2 separate regions of the Rattus norvegicus genome follow, and region 2 is linked to region 1. The links are chromatin contacts, called in public Hi-C maps. All regions are on one chromosome and are shown on one strand. The core of a region is the stretch at or near the end of the contact, and the rest is flanking DNA. Distances in the headings are between cores, read along the strand shown. Region 1 holds the start of Rpl37a (ribosomal protein L37A). Region 2 overlaps LOC120094708 (a long non-coding RNA gene).

What was found. Hi-C and Micro-C count contacts between places; a contact is called where the count stands out from the background.
Region 2: a Hi-C map of mammary epithelial cells shows a contact between it and region 1, with 3 times the contacts expected there. The contact joins the enhancer-like site here to the promoter of Rpl37a in region 1. A contact is called at or near these places in 3 of 12 Hi-C or Micro-C datasets (Schwann cells, kidney and mammary epithelial cells).

What each region holds. Positions count from the first base shown.
Region 1 is chr9:81,746,072-81,749,525 of GRCr8, forward strand. It overlaps Rpl37a (ribosomal protein L37A), which reads left to right and starts at 2,020. Exons shown (of 4, transcript NM_001205318.2): 1 at 2,020-2,059; 2 at 2,403-2,531; 3 at 2,926-3,008. The coding sequence starts at 2,057.
Region 2 is chr9:82,661,984-82,665,689 of GRCr8, forward strand. It overlaps LOC120094708 (a long non-coding RNA gene), which reads left to right. Exons shown (of 3, transcript XR_005489206.2): 2 at 1,713-1,782; 3 at 2,620-3,706. Among named protein-coding and RNA genes, the nearest start is that of Pincl, 210 kb to the left of the region's middle. Within about 2 kb of position 2,363, at least 5 of the 93 cell types and tissues checked have an H3K27ac peak or open chromatin away from gene starts, as enhancers often do.

The DNA of each region.
Region 1 (3,454 bases), core at 770-3,269:
CTCTACAAAAAGCCTGCCCTGAGAGCAGACTAGTACCGCAATTAGGCATCTGAGTGTGTTTTGCAGCCCTGAACATTCAGTAATAAGATGTGCGTTCAATAAACTATTCTTGCTTAACTGAGATCAGTGTTCGTGTGGTTTGAGTGGCGATTCCTGAACCCCAACAAGAGCACAAGTGAAATGGAACACTGAAGCAGACTGTCCCCATGTCACCTTTCAGACAGTGCCATCTGGCGTCGTCATTGCTGTATCTGCTGCTGCTGAGCACCTGTGATCCTCTCAGCCTAGAACTCAGCTCCTGAAGGAACTCAAGGCTTGATTCAGCCACTTCTCCACAGAAGTAAAGATACAAAATACATGCCTGCCCGAAAGCTGCTTTCAACATAATTGTGAAGAGACAAAAACACACAAGAAATCATTTCAGGTAGTTGATATTTAGTTGTGTGAAATGAAACTACTCATTACTGGAGTTCCGACTGGGAATACGGTGAGGTAATGTCACAGTGCCTACTGGCATTCTCCTACATTCTTGTTCCACAGCTAGCCAAGCTTTGTGTTTCCTGGCCATCCCATGAAAAAAGGCAGCAAAACTTTTTTTAAATTTAAAGGCAGGGTTTCTGTTTAGCCCTGGCTGTCTAGGCCTTGTTGATGGCCTTGAACTCACAGAGATCCACTTTCCTCTTCCTCCTGATTGCTAGGATCGAAAACATCTACCATCACCACCCAGCCAACAAACAATATTATTTCTTCACGTAGAACACACTTTAAAAAGTTTTATGCCACATGGGGTCTACATAGTGATTTCTAAGACGGCCAGAGATAGAGAGAAACCCTGGCTCAAAATCAAATACCCCCCCCCCCAAAAAAAAAAAACCAAAACATTTACTTCCTTCCTGTCCTGAATGTGAAAAGGGACTTCCTGACTTATCCCTTGGAGAGAACTCAGAGGAAGATAATAGTTGAGGATCACAGAGTGTTGGAATTTAAGGTTTCAACACTTGGACCAGGAATCTGATTACTGGGCCAGCGAATGGTTTCAGAAATGAATAGGAAACCCCAGTCAGGACTGAGGGGCCAAACGGAAGGCAAAACTGGAATGATTGTTAACTCATCCCAGCCTCAAAATTACACTTTTCTTACTTTTGAACAATTTTATTTCATTATTTTGTGTGTGGTGTTCTGCCTGCACATAAGGACTGTGCACCATGTGTGTGTCTGGTACTCAGAAAGTGAACTGCTTGTGGGGCTGAGAATCCAACCATAACGTTCCTAACTGCTGAAACCACCTCAAAGCTAACCACATTTTTCTTAGAATTCCAGATCTCTAAGTTCCTAATGCCCTGACTAGTTAATACAGTTCATGTTGTAGTGATCCCCCGCCAAGCATAAAATTAGTTTCCTTTCTACTTCATAACTGTAATTTTGCTACTGTTATGAACTGTAAATATCTGTGTTTTCTAGTGGTCTTATGTGATTCCCTGTGAAAGGGTGGCTCGATCAGAAAGGGGTTGAGAACCACCGCTCTAGGGTCTTGGACTCAGGTAGACCCTCTTCCTTACCTTATCCCCAGAACTCTGATCAGCAACACTTTGTGAGATTTCGTAATTGTGACGAATATGACTGTCTCCCAGCTGAACTGAAAATTGGCCTAGGAGCGGATCCTAGGTTTTTACTATGGTCAGCATCTGGCACCGGGCCTGACGAATTTCAGAAATATAATATAGTGGGAAGGCAATGAGACTTAGTCACAAACATTATGCTTTAAACACTTAAAGGAAAGTCACCTAAAACCTCGCGAACAGAACGGAAGAAATCACACCTGTTCTGTAGAACTTTGGTGTATGTGTAATCTAAGAAGGGTGGGCTTCCAGCTAGTGAACGACTTCTAAGCATCTAAACATTCCCCAGCGTACCGCCAGGAGACAGCGAATAGACCTCTAGAACACCGAGTTCGCGTCCTAGAGAGGATGCTTACGTCACTTCCGCTCGCCGGTCTAAAACCGCGCATGCCCGTTGCGTCTCTTCCTCTTCGGGCTTGGGCTTCGGTTCCGGCGACATGGTGAGTTTTTGCGTAACTGCTTTGGAAGTCGCTATCCATCTGCATCTGCCGTTCTCTCCGGCTTCCCGCCCTCACTCCCCTCGGGTAGTCTGTGCCGTCCGGTGTCCTGTCTGCTGTCGGGACTCTCGTGTTGTCTGGAGTTCCGTACGCTGCCGGAGGCGGCTCGATGGGACTTGGCCCAGCGCCGCTCCGGAGCCTTGCGCTCCCGGTGCATGCTGTTCTTGGTGGCTGAGCTTGAGGGGAACTAGGTTCCAGCTGAGTTTGTGTTAAGCGGCGTGTTGGCGTGCACAAACTGGCTTCCTGTCGCTAAATGTCACTGGTCCATTTGTTTCTCTGTCCTCAGGCTAAACGCACCAAGAAGGTCGGGATCGTCGGAAAATACGGGACCCGCTATGGTGCCTCCCTCCGGAAAATGGTGAAGAAAATTGAAATCAGCCAGCACGCTAAGTACACTTGCTCCTTCTGTGGCAAGGTAAGTCGCCTCCGGCTGGGGAGGAGGGTGCGATTGCTCGTGAGCCAAGGCTGTTGGGAAGCCGCTGGCCCAGTGTGAGATAACGAGGGTTTGGGGTTACTTTTTGTGAAGCATTCTTTGTTTACATGGAATTACTAAGGAACTTAAGGATGAATGGTTTGGAGAGGGAAAGGGCAGTATTCTGAACGACCATTCGTAGGGAGTGATAGCTGTGTTAACAAGTCTGTACCAGCCCACAAGAGGTTTGTGTAGCCTGTAAAATCCTGCTTGGGTTACTAGAACTTAACTATTTTCCATGTGGATAAGCTGGCTTTTGCATAGTTTATGCTCTGGAAGCCTCAGGGATTTATGTTTTACATATTTCATAACAAGTTTTTTTTTTTTTTAAATACAGACCAAGATGAAGAGACGAGCCGTTGGCATCTGGCATTGTGGTTCCTGCATGAAAACAGTGGCCGGTGGGGCCTGGACCTACAAGTGAGTGTTTTTCTTTGTGGTGTAGGAAAGTCTATGGACCGCACAGCTGTTGTTCCAGGTCTGGCACATGTTGGACTAGTTTCAGTTTTATGATTGGTAAAGCAAATAGGCTTTTGGGTTTGTCAGGGCTGCAGAGTGGAACCCTGTCTCAAAAAACGAGGTTATGGTTTCTCTACATTAAAATGGAGATTCTCCTATTCCTTTGAGTTGTACAGTCAACTAGGGTCTTTGGAACTGGAAAATTATGGTTTGTCTAAGTCCATTGGCGTTTGTACCGAACTTGAACACTGCAAGTTAATGAGGTTGGTAGAAAGATTTGAGGCTATTTGGGCATATTTAGTGCTGTGACTCTGACAGAACCAGGTGAGATGCTGAGATGAAGCCTCCTGTCTGTCATTGTTTGCTTTGTTCTTAAGAGCTTTAGCATTTCCAAATTAACCAACAGC
Region 2 (3,706 bases), core at 1,113-3,612, 920 kb after region 1:
CAACACATGGGATTGACAGAACAAACTTCTGAAAGTTGTTCTGTGTATGGTCTTCACACAGAGACTGCAGCTACGCATGTACACACACACACACACACACACACACACACACACACACTGATCATAAATAAAATCCTTGTTAAAAAGAGATCTCATTCTCCAATGTCATAGGCTATTTGTGCTAATGTTTTATTCTTTTGGGGCTCAATGCAATATCCATCAAATAGTAAACTGGGTATGCCCTACGGTGATATCTGTTCAACCATAACAGGGAAATGTTCCTAATTTAGGGAGACCTGAACTACAAGAAGGATGAGTTCCCGTGCAGGGCCTGAGACTGCCCAGCCAGCATGGGGTACGGCTCTGCAGCACCACAGAGGAGAAGAGACACCCATGTGCTAAGCTCCTCCCAAACATGCCACCTTGGTCATTTGCACATGACCTCCTACTGATTCTTAACAACCTTGTGAGCAGACAAGGTATACACTCACATCTGCAGCCCAGACTCTGCCTCCCTCCCAACATCCAGTCATCAACTGTGTGTTGGCTCCCTTGAAATGCCTCTTTTCACAAGGCCTTGTCTGTCCTCCCAGTTACACCACCACCCACCCTCAGCATCATATGAATCTGACTTAGCACAGAATCATACAGATGGGAGGAGCCGGGTGAGTTTCCAGTTTTATTTGTCATTCTTTATCAGATTCCTAACAGAATACGGAGAGAACTCACTCACCACTTGTCAAATGGCAACATCAGTAGCCAGACTTTCCTGGATATGATCCTGATCTTCCTCTAGCAGACAATAAAACTAAGGAAAGGAGATCTAATAGGTTCCCAAGAACACATGGCTAGGAAGGGCCAGGATTTGAACCCTGGCATCTAAGAGTGGTAGGATAGTGTTTGACCGAACATATTGATTACCTCCTGTATCCTGCACATTGTACCTGTAGCTGCTTAACTTTTGATGCGTTTAAGAGTCTCCATCCTGGAAAGCTGCTATTTAGAGCTGCTGCCACCAAAGTTTGCAGAAGCCCAAAACAACAAGAGCTAGTTGGATCTGAGATTTTAATACAGTTTGTCTAACTTCAATACCGTTTTCTTCCCACTGCTCCACTGTAAGATACCAAGAGTAGTAACAGTAATAATAGTACCATAACTACATAGCACATGTCTGCTCAGACTACAGACTATTCTTACCAGCCGACCAGCCTCCCTGATAAACAGGAAACGTTACCTTTTTGTTTTTACTTGTACTCGTGGTAAAGCTGTGAGTCTGAGAAATTAAACCACCTATCTAACTCCACACAGCTGGTCAGTAAAATGTCTTAGAGGATACCCACGCTGTGCCATCCAACATGGTAGCCGCTGGATACCCTAATTCATTAAGACAAGGTAAAAACCGAAAAGCTAGCTCCTTGAACTCACCAGCTAGGCTTTAAGTGCTCGGCAGTCTCCTGCAGTAGGTGGTTTCCCTACTAAAGAGCACAAACAGGATGTTCCTATTTATATAGGAAGCATCCCACACACAGTACTACACCCTTGCCACTATAGATAAGCAACAAAAGCAGCCCCGGGATTCTAAGAAACACAGAGTCTCAGGTTGCTCTCAGACCTAGTCGGTCACACCTGCCCTTCAGCATGCTCCTCGGGAGGCTCCTGATCACGTGGTCTGTGAGAAACACTGGCTTAGTCACTTCCTCTTCGTTTTGCAGATGAGAAACTGAAGTCCAAAATGATGAACAACTTGGCTAAATCACTTGTGGGGTTGGAAGAGGACTCAGGGTAAGTAGCCAAGACTCTAACCTCTGCTGCCCTGCTCCAGAGTAGGCACGGGGCCAAAGCAGCCTTGGTAACGCCTGAAAGTAGAATGGGGAAGGTGGGTGCTAGCATCCCCTCCATGCAACTACAGATGAAAGGAGAAATAGTGTTTGCCCCTAATCCAATAAAAGGGAGGTAATGCTAATGTCAAAGGCCTCCATGAAGACTGTGAAGGGACTGCACTGGCTTTTGGTCTCTTATCCAAGCTGAGGTACAATACAGAGGGTGAGGGGCTGAAGCAGGGTAGTATTCTTCTGAGATCCAGGACTGTAGTCAGAAGTGGCGAATGTGTAGATCTCTAGGCAGCCTCCCTCTCCTGGCAGGGGTCTTATCAGCCTCTACAGTGCTATTGTCAGAGAGCTTCTCTCCTAGGTCCTTTGAATCCCTAAACAGGGTCCCTCCCCAAAGATTCAGCCAGGCTCTCTCTAGTCAGCCAAGCCTTTAGCCTCTTGCTACAAATCTAATGAGAGTGAGCCAGACCAAAGTGGACATGCAAATGGAGAAGGCAGGCTTAGGGCTTTAGAGAAGTTCTGAACCTCTTCTGACAGCCAGTTCCCAGCTACCCACAGCGTCCCTGGGGAAAGTTCCAAGGCCTGGTCAACAGAGGACTGGGCCTTCCTGCCTAGAGTTCCCTCCAAATCCAGCAGCTTGTGTGCCAGTAGATCAGTGCTGCTGCGGGTCTGACTATTATCTACTTTACTGGGTGGAGTCCCCACCAGCCACAAGTAGCACTTGGGCCCTAAAAGGCAGCCAGTGTGACTGAGAGATAAACTCTCCACCTCTGTTTATTTCTGCTTCTAGAGACACACTCTACTCCTATAGATACACAGAGCTACAGGCCACCAGGCTGGATGGCATCACCTTGGATAAGACTCTTCCAGTCGCTTCAGCCTTGCCAACTATAAAGTGAAAGACTGAGATTCAGTGAACTGACCCTGACTCAGAATGACATCTCATGTGGCAGAGCATTTTGAGAGCCTTTCGGACAACATCCCATTGGTGGGTGATATCCAGCTGCCCTTCTGCCCTGAGCTGGTACCTACTTTTCCACCCATCACCTTGCCCACAGAGGGATTAAATGACTTCAGTCAAATGAAGGCACAAATTGCCATCCTAGGCTTTTTAACTCTTTAAATGAGAATCAAACAAGCATAGTCTTCAGCATACATCAGGATCTCAATCCATCCAGCCCATTTATTTACTGACCCACAATTTTATCACATCTGGTGGCTTTTAAATATGTCCAAAGTCTTTGACAATGCGCTATTGAGTTGGGGATGGAGAATGTCCCTTTCCTATAAAATGAGCAGTATGTAATTATTGGGAACATGTGGCTTGATGATGCTCAAAGCCAGGTCATAAAAAGTCATGCAGACCCAAGTCATTCACTGTCTCCCTCTTGGAAAGTGGACGTTCATGTCAGAGGTCCCACTATGCTGCAACTGTCATTCCAAAGACATCACAAATAAATGTTCTAAGTGACACTACCCCAGCCAAGACATCAGATGTAGAGATGGAGAAGCCAGGTGAAAAGAATGGGTCTTTGAGCTCCATGCTCAGGTTTGTACCACGGTGGTTCTCTGCCTTCAAATGAGATGCCTAACCTCTTTGACTTCTGCAAAATGGGATTCTTGTTGTGGCAATGGCACAGTGTTTGTGAAATCCTAAGCAGAGTTCTTGACTCAGGAAAGTCTGAAGGAAACACATCAAAATGAGGCAGCCATACATGCCATCCACTCTGCAAATCTTGGGGCATGGCCATGGACACAGTGTGCTTATGAAAGTGGCTTTTGATGACAGAACTTCTGGCAGGCTAGACTTTAGAGATAATAAATGGTTCAGATTTAGAGAGATGGCTTGCCATATCAACTCCACCTCTGCTTAAGAG